Linked DNA regions of Mus musculus: region 1 is linked to region 2. A link is a contact called in public promoter capture Hi-C data. All regions are on one chromosome and are shown on one strand. Each heading gives the region's core, a stretch centred on a gene start, on an enhancer-like site or on the middle of the called end of the contact. The rest is flanking DNA. Distances are from core to core; before and after follow the strand shown. Region 1 holds the start of Lmo4 (LIM domain only 4). Region 2 holds the start of Pitx2 (paired-like homeodomain transcription factor 2).

The links. Promoter capture Hi-C pulls out the DNA fragments that hold promoters and counts their contacts.
Region 1: a promoter capture Hi-C map of embryonic stem cells shows a contact between it and region 2, with 6 read pairs. The contact joins the promoter of Lmo4 here to the promoter of Pitx2 in region 2. A contact is called at or near these places in 2 of 39 promoter capture datasets (both in embryonic stem cells) and 1 of 484 Hi-C or Micro-C datasets (embryonic stem cells).

What each region holds. Positions count from the first base shown.
Region 1 is chr3:144,202,461-144,208,549 of GRCm38.p6, reverse strand. It overlaps Lmo4 (LIM domain only 4), which reads left to right and starts at 3,295. Exons shown (of 5, transcript NM_010723.3): 1 at 3,295-3,730.
Region 2 is chr3:129,198,357-129,204,348 of GRCm38.p6, reverse strand. Pitx2 (paired-like homeodomain transcription factor 2) reads right to left here and starts at 4,471. Exons shown (of 5, transcript NM_011098.4): 1 at 4,187-4,471; 2 at 357-412. The coding sequence starts at 402. It overlaps Gm40149 (a long non-coding RNA gene), which reads left to right and starts at 5,440. Exons shown (of 4, transcript XR_867634.2): 1 at 5,440-5,992.

The DNA.
Region 1 (6,089 bases), core at 2,046-4,545, about 15 Mb before region 2:
CCTAGTTACTGCACTGTGTGCCGCACACCCAGCCTAGAGAAACGCAACCCACCAGCTAGTCTACCTTAGTGTTTAGTTCCCTCACTATGGCAACTCTACTGGACCTTTGGAGTTCTAAGGATCTCTCTGATGGCAGAGTAATGGACAATCATCCTTGTAAAATGTCCTTTCTAAACAGCCTCCAATCAGAAACCAGCTTTGCACTGGCCTTCTAAGGGCACAATCTCTTCTCCTTTTCCTCATCAAAGAGCTAGATGCTTATCTTCAACTCCTGCCTATAAAGTCCAGGAGTAAGACCTTAGTTGAGAAGATGAAGTACAGAAAAATAATTTCAGGGCAAGTAGGGAAAGCAAAGGCTTTATCTGGGATCCATTCGGCTCCTATGTTGAATAAAGCCCCTGAAACGGGTTGTGTTTCTTTAAAAAAAAAAAAAAGTACCGGAGTTGTATGTCTCATTTTAGATAACTGGCTGAATGGTGACATCAGCAGGTCTTCCCAGGCCAACAGACACAATGCAACAGTATTCGGAATGAGTTAATTTTACTTTACATTACAATGATTTCTTGGAGCTATTTTTATAATGGTCTGAACACTTGTATTATATGTACCCTTCTCCAGCAGGGACTTGTATAGCATTTTTGAGTGTTTAGGATCACTGAAATCAGACTGGCATTGGTTTTTCTCTCAGTCCAGGCGCTTTTGAGAATACAGAGGGGAATCTTGCTGCTACCTGGAAGAGACAGGGATGTTTGGAGAGTAAAGGATGCAGAAATAAAGACTACCCAGAGGTGGCGCTGTGGTTAAAGTACACCTGAATTTTGATTACAGTGACTGCATTCCCTTCCTACTCCTCAAAGATGTTAGCCTCTACAACCTTTGAGCTTCTGTAACCACAGTGAAGCAAGATTTCTGGTAATATATCCCCGCCCATTCCACTTTACTGGAGTGTGTGTGCAGACTTCACACACAATCCGAATCAAAACACTAAAACCACCTCTAAAAGTTTAGGCCCCGGGGTAGCCTGGAGACAAAAGTTCAAAGTCCCATCTTTCCGACCCTTCCCCTTTCCTTCCCTCCACAAAGACCACCCAGACCCTTAGAGAGTCATTTAGTGATACCTGAGCACATTCCCCCTTAATTTACAACATTTCATTTTAGAATTACATATTCATTTTCATGTTCATACTTTAGGAAATACCACAACTCACCATGATTCTGTATGATATGTGTGCTGGTTTTTGTTTTTGTTTTTTTTTAAATCATTTTAAAGGAAAAGAAAATAAAGACCTTTTTTTTTTATGTACAATAAGGGGCTTGTACAGGTATGGAAATCTTCCCATATGATGTATTTTAATACAACAGTAGCCATGAAGATCTTGTGCAGGCCCGAAATCTCAGAGGGGAAGCAGAAGTATATCTACTTCTGCATCTGGTCTTAAAAGCAAAAAATCCCTGATTGCCTAGTTTTGATTGATTTAAATTGTAATGAGTCAGAGATGAACCCAGATATTACAATGTCTTATATCTTAAAGTGTCCTCTCCTCCTTTGAGGTTATTGTTTTGCTTTGCTTTGGGTTTTTTGTTAGGACAAAATAATAATAATAATAAAAAAACCTCTTTCCTAAATTGGTCTGTTTTCATCATGACCTTCTGCAGCTGTTGTCTGTATAGGACATTCCAATTATTATCACGTTGATTTTTTTTTAATAAAAAAGCTTTTAAGGTGAATGATCATAAGAACACAACGTTAAATACAAATCCATAAAAATAATTTTTAACTGTAGCATGTTAGGAACTCAAGGAGCTAGAATCCAGAAATGAGTATTTTTAACTGGTATTAAAACCACCCTCTTCCTGGTTTCATAGGCAATATTTATTCCTTTGCCCTAATTTTGGCAGTTTAAAGAACCAAAATTCTGCACACAGCTGCTAGGACTGTAGATTTTTTGCCTGATTTTTCTTCAACTTCCTTTCTTCCAAGCTTCTCCCACAAGACTGGTTTTAGTTAATGATACTTAGCAGTACAGCTTTGCACTTCCATGATAATTTCCAACAGAAAAATCTCTCTGGAACTTACTATTAATAATCAACCCTAGTATTAACCTCAGATCGGAGATTTATTAAACCTATTTGGCAGAGTAAAGTTGAATAACTTGATGTTCAAGGATCCAGGCTGAGCTCTGGCCCTGGAAAGAGGCTCTGAAGCTAGCTAGCATTCCTCAAATCTTGGTTTGTACAAGAAACGACTAGTCTTTTTTCAGGGTCGTGAGCTAGCAGCAGGTCTGGCAAATGCTCGCATCGCTTTAGGGGGCTACGAGGGAGCTAGCATCACACCCTCTACACTGAAGCAGAATGGTGAGCAAAAAGCTTTGCCCATAAAGTTTCCTTCATCTCTGAAAACCAGGGTGTGATTTGCATTCACCAGCAACTGACAAGCATCTATGAAATGCCTCCTCCTTCCAGTTTACACTGGGGTTAATGGGAGCAAGATGGGGTTAAGCTGGCAGTACTTAGGTAGGAACTACTTCCCACTTTGCTTAAGGTTTTGAAATCTGCAACCCGAAGAATTAAACAAAACACCCGCTTTTGCACCTCCCTCCGGCAGAATGAATCCTCTACCCTAACAGGAAGAGACCCATTTCTGGGAAAGTAAGTTTCCCGAGGGTCTGTTCTCTGAGCCAGGGAAGGCGATCCCCGAGGCCCTGCGGGGGCGGGCTCCACGCGTCCTCGCGCGCTGGGCAGGCAGGTGTGGTCCTGAGCCTGGGCACGCGCTCGCTGGCCGCGTCCCCCGCGCCACCCGGGTCCCTTCTCGTGCCCCGACCCCGGGCCCCCCCCGCCTTCCCGGGCCCGGCCGGCTCAGCCGCCCGCCTCGCTCCCCGCCCCCCGAGTCTCGTTTCAGTCACCCTTTGTCCTTCCCCGGATTGGCAGGTTTTATTATTCCGCCTGAACAATCCGGCCGCCCAGTGGCTGAGGGTCGCTGACGTCGGCGGCAGAGCCGGGGAGTAGTTGGGATTCTGCTCTGTCAGTAACACATGTGTAAGCGCCGCCGAAGGAGCGAGCGAGCCGGCTAGAGGCCCGCGCCGCCGCCTCCTCCGAGCCGGGCAGCAGCAGCGGGGCAGCCGATCGGTCCAGCGCTCCCGGCCGGCCCGCAGCTCCCCACTCCGTGCGTCCTCGTACCGGCCGCGGGACCGAGCCTGCACCGCCGCTCCCGGGCCGCAGGTCGCGGGAGGGGGGAGCTCGGCCGAGCCGCCGGCGGCCCCGAGCGGGCGGGCGGGCGGGAGGAAGGCGGCGGCGGAGGAGGAGGAGCGCGGGCGCGGCGGGGGCGGGGGCGCGTACAAAGTGAAGCCACATTGCCAAACTTGCAGCCGCGATTGCAGCAGTGGCTGCTGCTGCGCCGCGCGGGCCCGGCCGAGGGAGCCTGCAGCTGCTCGCGCGCAGCCGGGGGCTGAGGACCGGGACCCTCGGGCTGAGACTTGACACTTCTTCGCCGGGCCGCCTGCCACTTAGCGTGGGGCTCCCTCTACCCGCCCCAGAGCCACGCGATTAAAAAAAAAAAAAAAAAAAAAAGCAGCCCTTAGCCCCCTCCTCCCCTTTCCTGCTTCTGCGAGAACTCCCTCCCTCCCTCCAGCTCCGCCAGCCCCAGCGCCCCTGCCCTGGAAGCCGAGCGGCTCCGCTCGCATTTCGCCGCCGCCGCCGCCTCTCGCAGTGTTGCAATATAGGGGAGAAGCAGGTAAGGGGGTGGCTGGGGACGCCGCGGGCCCGGAGGGGACGAGGGAGAGAGGGAGGGGGGAACTGATCGGGGCCGGGGCTGTTTTCTTTGGCTTCCTTCCCTTGACCGTCCCAAATTGCAAGTAAACAATACGTCGCCTTAGATAATGCGTGAGTCTGAAACTACCGGAGGCCGGCCTGCGAGCTAGCAAGGAGGGCAGCCCCGGGCCGCCAGCTTTGTAGCGGTTCCTTGCTTACAAAAGGGTTCTTCTTGGAGACGGGGCTGGTGGGGACCCTGGAGAGGGCTGGGGGCAGTTCCAGTTCCTAAAGGAAAGGCAGGGGCTGCTCAGATGAGAAGTGGTGTGTGCGTGGGTGGGGGCGATAGTCAAGACCCCCCCCCCAACACTGTTTGAAACAGGGAACGAAAAGCTCTAAGTGACCAGGAGCTGGCATTGCTGATTCTTTTAAAAAGAATTCCTCTTGGCTTATAAGTCTTTTGTTCCAATCCAGGAGAAATCCGGTGAATCACCTAATTAAAATCAAGACATGAATTAAGCATCCATTTTTGTACTACAAATGGCCAGCGCTACGTTTGTCCCTCCCTTGGTCTCCATTAAAAAACACCAGAGACGTTGTTAAAGGGGGGCAGATTTTGCCTCTAGCTGCCAGCTCTGCTTTCTATTTCACTGACTATCCCAGGACCTAAATTGCTTGGCTATGTAATTACTAGAGTATAAGCCTATTTAACTTAAAAGCTTTCTTTTTTTTTTTTTCCAACTCTAAATGAAACTTGATGAGGGCCCGTCCTTAGTTATCAGGGGAGTCACTTTCTGGTCAGTCCTCTTGATTCATCTCTTTTAGATTTAATCAGCATTAAGGTATTGCTTGTCCTTAAGAGCTTTAGCTAATGGGGTTACTGGATGCTTTTCTCAGTGTAATGTTTCCTTTTCAAAAAAAATATACATATATATTTACCTCTCACTAAAGATGGGGGTGGGGAGCAGCTTGGAATCTCCTCCCTCCCCCTCCCTTTTAAAAAAGGAATTCGGAGCGATTAAAACGTTGGGGGGGGGCAGTTTAAAGACCTAGGGCAGGAAATGCAGATTCATTTGGGTCAGGGCTGAAATTGTAACAAAAAGCAATTCCTCGAGTAAATGCATCAGAGAAATCAATTTACATAAAGGTATGATGCATTCGGATAAATGCAATGCTAATGGGTTTTAGAGCGGTCCTGGTTCCAGAGTCTCAGGGTTTTGTTACAGCTTAATTGGTGCAGTTCTTATTCTGGTTTATTGTGCGGTCACTGGACACACGTTCCGGGACTCTTTCGGAGGAAATGTGTTTAAAATCGGCCTATTTAAGGAACCAGAGTCCTTCTTTCGTTCCCTCACCCCGGTTCTTTGCAGCAGTGAAGTTGGGCTAGGGACAGACAAAGTTCGCCTTCTCCCTTCTGAGGTATCAGCTGAATGTCTTGAGCAGATAGCTGGGAGCCTGGGAGAGCCCACACTCTCGCCTTACAGAGGACAAAGACAAAACAAGCTGCTTAATTGGCAGTAAATAACTTGATCTTTTTATAGAATAAGTGACTGGAGAAACACTAGGACTTTATTGGACTCCGGATTGGAGGCAACAAATTAATCGGTTTAAGCTAAGCTTTATAAATTGATTCCTATATTCTACTCCAGGAGAGAGAGAGAGAGAGAGAGAGAGAGAGAGAGAGAGAGAGAGAGAGAGAGAGAATGTTTAAAAGCAGTTTTTCGTGACATCAAGACTGGCTTGAATTTAACTTGTGTGTGCCTCAATAGTGCCTCCTCGCATATTATCTATACCCCCCCCCCCAGGAACAAAGCTCTCGCATTTAAATTGCTGATCAAGGGCAGATTAGCGAGACCAAAGTGGAGAGTGTTTGTATAGGAAGTTAACAGGCATCCTAAAGTTCAATGATCTATTATCCTTGCCTGTGTCCTGAAAACACTCATTGATCTTCAAAATGAAATGAGATTTGGAACAATAATGGGAGATGGCGGTCACCACAATGGCATGTGAAAGGTGCTGTTTAAAATACGCAAAACCAGTTTCGCAACTTTACACCCAGCACCCACCCCCCCCCCAACACTCTCGCCACCTTGCCTCCCCTCCCACCACCTACATCTCCCCCTCGGCCTTTCCCTTCCTCCTCTCCCCCGCCCCTCTCTCCCCAGCCCTGGCCTTGCCGAAACCCCGAACTATTTGCAACTTGTGAATTGCACCCTCACTTCCCTAGGCAGAGCTCGGGAGGGAACGTGGCTGCGGCGGGGCGGCCACCTCCAGCGGCCCGCGGCTGGCTCGCGGGGCTCGGCGGGGGCTGGGGAGGGGCCGGGCGCGGCGGTGGGTGGGTTTGA
Region 2 (5,992 bases), core at 3,222-5,721:
CGGGACGGAGGGGGAAGAGGGACAGAGAGCAAAGAGCCCGTTAGAGGAAGGACAGACCACACTCCCAGCCCTCCGGCCCCTTGGCAACCCAGTGAGGGCAGTGATCTGTCCCTGGGCCACCCGACGGGAAGCTTAGAGGAGTGTCAGAGCAGTCCTTGCTAGTTCGCCTGAGCCCAAACCTCCCCGAAAGGGCAAGGCCACGGCTGTACTAGTTTGATTTCCTTTTCGCCTAACCCCCCCCTGGAGAAAGTTCCAGTTGCTGGGGGCCTCGCTGTCGAGCCGGAGCCTTCTCCTCTCTCTCAAGACGCAGCCTGACTCCCTTCTAGGGACCCGGGCAGGAGAAGTGAGCTTCTTACCTAATTGCACGCAGGCCGACACTAGTTTGCGACAATTGGTCTCCATTCCCGGTTATCTGCAAAACAGAAGAGAAGTGGGACTTTGAGAAGTGGCAGCTGTAGGGAGTTGGAGGCTCAAAGGCAGCTAGCTACTTGCGCGGAGGTCAGGATCGACTCTAGGTGTGAAGTGTGCTGCTAGGTGCTGGGGGATTCAGGCACGCCTCTCGGGCCGGAGAGCCCCACGGAGTCCAGCAACGTCTTCCGGGCTCTAAATCCAGGACTCCCACCGAGATGTTTACCTGGAGGAATTAAGTCCCCAGTTGAAGGGGAAAGGGCCCAGAGGTTAGGAGGCCAGTGAACCCACAAGCTTCTGGAGAAGCTGCGGGGACTACGTTCAAGGGCGCCTAGGCCGAGGAGCCACCTTAAGCTGATACACGATTTGGGGGTGGAGAGAATGGACTTCTCTTTGGAAAGATCGCCATTCAATACGGTGTCAGTCAATTTGAGCTCAGCAAACATTTGCAGAAGGCCAGAAACAGCATGCCGGGTCGCACAAAGCAACTTTCCCTCCGCTTTTCTGTTATTCTGAAAGGGAGGGAACTCTCGGCCAAGGGTGCTCCAGGAGCGAGCTGAGTTAGGGCCGCTCATCCACCAGGAGCCGCGTTTCCATATTTAGCCATACTTTTCCCTGGAGATACTCATCCAGCCATTTATTTACCCTAAAGTATGATTTAAGATCGTAGAGCCGAGTTACACGACGGGCTGGAGCGAGACAGGAGACCCGGGCAAGCGTTTCTGGAGGGGCCGCCAAGCCCAAACAGCACCGAGGAGGCTGCTCCTCCAGTTTCGGCCTTTGCCGTCCCAGGCAAGCTAGATCCTTTTCAAATTTCCAACCGCAACTCAGACAGCCAAGCTTTTGACGCGGCCCCTTTTCTTTGCCACAGGCAAACCGGGAGAGGTGGGTGGCGGAGGGCTAGATGGAATGGTTGCTTTCAAGACAAGAAAGGGAAGAAGGGATTCTCAGGCCCCCTGAATCTTGGCTCCTGACTCTTGCTAACAGGGTATGCCTGCGATCGGAGGATCCTTTTCTCTTAGAGACCAGGGCTGGAGGTGAGAGCGGGCATTGCCAGGCCAGTGGGCCGAGTTTTGGCCTCAGGAGCATTTTCACGCGCTCCTCAGTCTCTTCTGGAGCAATCCAAGCTCCAGGGGACTCTGGCCAAGGTCGTGCTGCCTGGAGGAGGGGCCGCCTGGTGTGGTGGCCTGGGGATCCAAGACTGGGGAGCCACAAGCAGGTCCCCCCTCCCCCAGCTAATGAGACCCGGGTAGGGATTCTGCCGATCCTTGTGGACCCGTGGGCCCAGAAGTAGCAGTTTGGCGGCTCCAGATTTAGCGATTCTGCAGTAAAATCACAGGATTAGTGTCTGATTGAGATGTCTGTTCGGGAGATATTACAAAATTCATTATCACAGCTTTCTACTAACTCGATATGAAGTAACACAGATGGGATTTTATTAGTCCAGACTCCAAATGTTTACTTATGATAATTTCGGGGGAAATTTGCATGGCATCATCATTTCGATAATCTTTTTTTTTTTTATATGTCTGAACTGGCTGCATTATTAGCCGGTAGCCCCAACATTGCAGATGGCTACTGCAAATAGTTTTATTTATTTATTTATTTTCAAGGACTGAAATATACAGAAGAGAAAGACCTGACCTGTAAAGTCAGTTGCTACACATTTCCTCCCACCCCCATCCCCCCACGCTTTGGTGCTGAAGACCAATCAAAGCAGTAAGAAGCAACGCTTCAAGACCCCGTAGGTTTCGGCCCAAGGAGTGAAAAGATCAAGACGTGTTCCTTAGCTCCTTGCTACACGTCCTTGTGACTTTGAGATGTATTTTATTTCGCAGTAATGTGAATCCTGAGACTTTATGCTCCATAGAACGACCAGGCCTAATAAATGGGTCCAGTCTAACTAACTGAGGAAGATTTTTTTCTTTAAAGAGAGACCTTCAAGTCTTATCTGATGATACTTAAACTTGTCCTATCAAGGTGGCTAACGTGTGACAGACAAATTTCACTGCCAGATTACAACACTGGTTTTGATGGCTAATCTCAACATTTTAGATAGGAGACGTTTCCTGATTAGAAGTTATTCTCATGCCAAAAGTTCCCATCCTGGTTGGAATGTATATACCAAGCAATCTGGTTTGGGTCAGCTTCCATTCCATATTGTGTTAATGAAGCACTATCCAGCAATTAGCATGCACAGTGCCACTCCGGCCAGGCAGATAGGCAAGCCCTAAGAAACAGAGCAGTTTGTTTCAAAAATGATTTCTGCCCAAGCAGTACAAGGATGGAATTGTAGAAGAAGCTACGAGTTCTAATCAGTCCAAGAAAACACAAAAAACAAAAAACAAAAAAACAAAAATTCTTTCCCATTTCACCCTTTTCATTTCCTTTCTTATCCCACAGCAGAACCATTCATGGAAAGCTGAAAAATAAAAAGCATGAGGCCATATGTTTTAAATGAACTAAATTGGTGTGATTAGCCAGCAAATTAATTTGCAGTGGGTAATCATTTAAGGAAATTAAGATACCACTTTAGCACAGCCCCGTGCTTCACCATGAGCAAGCTTTCTTTAAAGCTCTGTGGAATGTGTGCTTCTGGAGCTTTGGAGCTACAGTGCTCAGCTTACAGGACAAAGCAGGGCAGTAACTTAGGCGTAGTTTTGCTGAGGCAAAGCAAAACATTCCATAAGTGAAGTAGCTACTTTGTTTTGAAACTAAACTTTGATTATTGGAATACTGTGCTCATTTTCAACGCCCCCCAAACAACAACAACAACAACAACAACAACAACAACAACAAGTCCTCAATTCACTTCAGTAACAATCTTTGTTTCTGTGAAATTATTGGTTTTAGGTGGAGTCTCCTCTAAATGATACTGCATGAGAATAAAATATCTTTAATTGTAACTAATGGTCTGAAAAGGATGCAGAGATCTCTTAAAAATCAAATTACTTGTTCGTTAAATCGTTTAGAATGTATGAATGCATATTATTGTAATTCATAATAGTAAAAGACTCTCTCCCCATTTTAATTTACCTCAAAAAAATACGGTAGTCCTACAAAATAGAATAAAAACAAAAATATCCCAGCCTCCTAGGATAGTTTGATTTCTAAATTGTTTAGGGAAGGTGATTTAATTGGAATAAAAGGACTGTATTTCGCTGGTTTGGAATCGCATGTTTTTACTTAGTTACCAGTTGCAAAATAGTGGCCTCTCCGCATCCGTTTAAAATGCATCTCCCTCAGTACAAGATTGGAGTTGACTGATGATCAATTTAAAGGATTTATAATCCGAAGTAATTGTGCGGGTTGGCATCTAGGCCTGGCTCTCAGGTAATTCGCTTGGGCCTGAGAGGTCACTAACCGCCGGTTAAGATGGAATCTCCTTTTTTTTCCAATGGGTAATGATGGGAAGGGGCTAATCTATTCCAGTAGCTGAAACTTTGTAGCTGGCCCTTTATCTTGACTGGGCTAATCCTCAGCTGGAGGATTTCTCCCTACCCTGTTGGCATCGAAATTTCAGGGAAGATGCCTCGTTTTAACTGCCAGCCATGCCTGGCTTCCAGTCGACTTCAACGCCGGGTAGGACTGTTCTAGTGTCTGCGATTGAGGGCGAACGGAACAGGGGCTCTGTAAGATCTGTTTGCCAACTGCGCTGAATCTGGAGAAACAAGCCCGGCGAGCCACAAATCATACACGGCGGAGGTTCTCCAGAGTGGAACAAATTTCCAGACTCGCATTATCTCACAGCTCTGTGGGAGAGAGGGCCTCCACTTACCGGCTACCGGAGAGAGAACGGCTGTCTCCCCGTCCCACCGCTTCCCAGGGTGACTGCCAGGCGGCCGAGGCTCGGGCTGCACAGCCAGCGCCGTGGAGCGGGTCTGGGTGGAACTGCGGGGATCTTGAGGGTGCCAAGTTCCGAGAGGGTCCACGCGGGGGGCTGCTAAAGCTAGCGGGCGCCGGCAGTTTCTGTCTGCTGCTCTCCGGCTTTCTCTCTCGGTCTCGCACTCTCTCTCCCCTCCCTCGCTCTCATCCCTCTCTCTTCCCTCCGCTCCGACTCCGTGTGCGGAGTGTCGTGACGTCAGCAGAGATTCCACCAAACTCCAGTGCACAGTGGCGCGCGGGCGGGCGGCCGAGCCTGCTGTACGCTGGGCGATCAAGGGGCGAGCACAGCCTTGGGCCACTGCGGGGGTGGGGGAGCGTGCAGGGGCGATCGAGGGGACAGGGGACCACTAGGGCTGAGAAGTGAGGCCCAGGGGCCCAGGAGACTGCGGTCCCGGACAGAACCCAGGAGGGAGGAGCGGAGGATCAGGGGCCGGAGGCAACTACCGACCGACAGGAGCTGACCAGTGGCAGGAGCTAGCACTCAAGCTGGGGAGCAGGATGGTGGGGATGGTAGGAAAGGGACAAGGATGGAATGGACGGAGAAAAAACGGTTGTGCGTCAAACCCCTTCTAAATCTGAGTGGGAGGGCCAGAGCCTGGGGAGACAGAAACCTATTCGCGCGGAGCAAAGTCTGGGTGGCTTACGAGGAAGGGACTAGCAAAGTGGCCCATGAAATGAAACAAAGGGCAGTGTGGCTTGGTTTGATCCGGGTGAGGCTTTCGAAGTGTGGATGTGAGTGTGCGCGCGCGTGACCTCCTTTCAGGCCCGCGGAGTAGAGGAAAGCTGGTTACTGTACTGATTGTCTACAGGGGCAGTGGGAGGGAATTGAGGGATCCACAGAGGGCAGCACTGAAGGTGGGTGGATGGATGGGGTGGCAAAGAGAAGATGATGACTGGGAGAAGTTAGAAAAATAGGGTGAGCTAGCGGCAGAAGGTGGGAGAGCCACAGCCGATAGGTGTGTGTGGGGGGGATGAAAGAAGGGAGGGAAGGAGAGAGAAAGAAAGAAAGAAAAAGGGGTAAGGAAGGGAGAGAGGGAGGGAGAGAGGGAGGGAGGGAGAGAGGGAGGGGGAGGAGGAGGAGGAGGAGGAGGAGGAGGAGGAGGAGGAGGAGGAGGAGGAGGAGGAGGAGGAGGAGGAGGGAGATATTACCAGACGATGACCGGAGGGAGGCCTGAACTACAGTAAGGCAAGGGCTAGGTCACGGTGGTGTCTGAGGTCAAGACGGGTGGATCAGAGTGGAAGAGCGCAGGTAGACAGGGCCACACACCGGCCAGTGTGTCGGCATGGGATCTCTTGCTCAAGTCTGGGACTCTCAGAGTCTAGAATTTCCTCTGCTGTACCTACACTCAACAAGTTCACCCCGGGTCGCGGATATCTCATTTTTTAAAATGACGAGGTTAAGGTTCCTGACTGAGAGTGGTATTAAATTGCACCGGGATGGGGGTGGGGAAGGAGAAGGAAGTTCCCCCCCATATGAGCGAATGTTCTTGAAAGTCCAGAGTATGTAAGGCTGAAAGGGGCCTTTCCTAGTCTACAAGTGGGTCCTACTTCTAATTTCATATTTTCTGATTTCCTAATGCGTCTGTACTTTGGAAACGAACAGGATATTTTGGCAGGGTCTTGCCTTTGCGTGGAAGGGCTATAAATATGATTCGCCTGGAAGACCAGGAGTGAAGGCTTCTGCCAGACATATGGGACA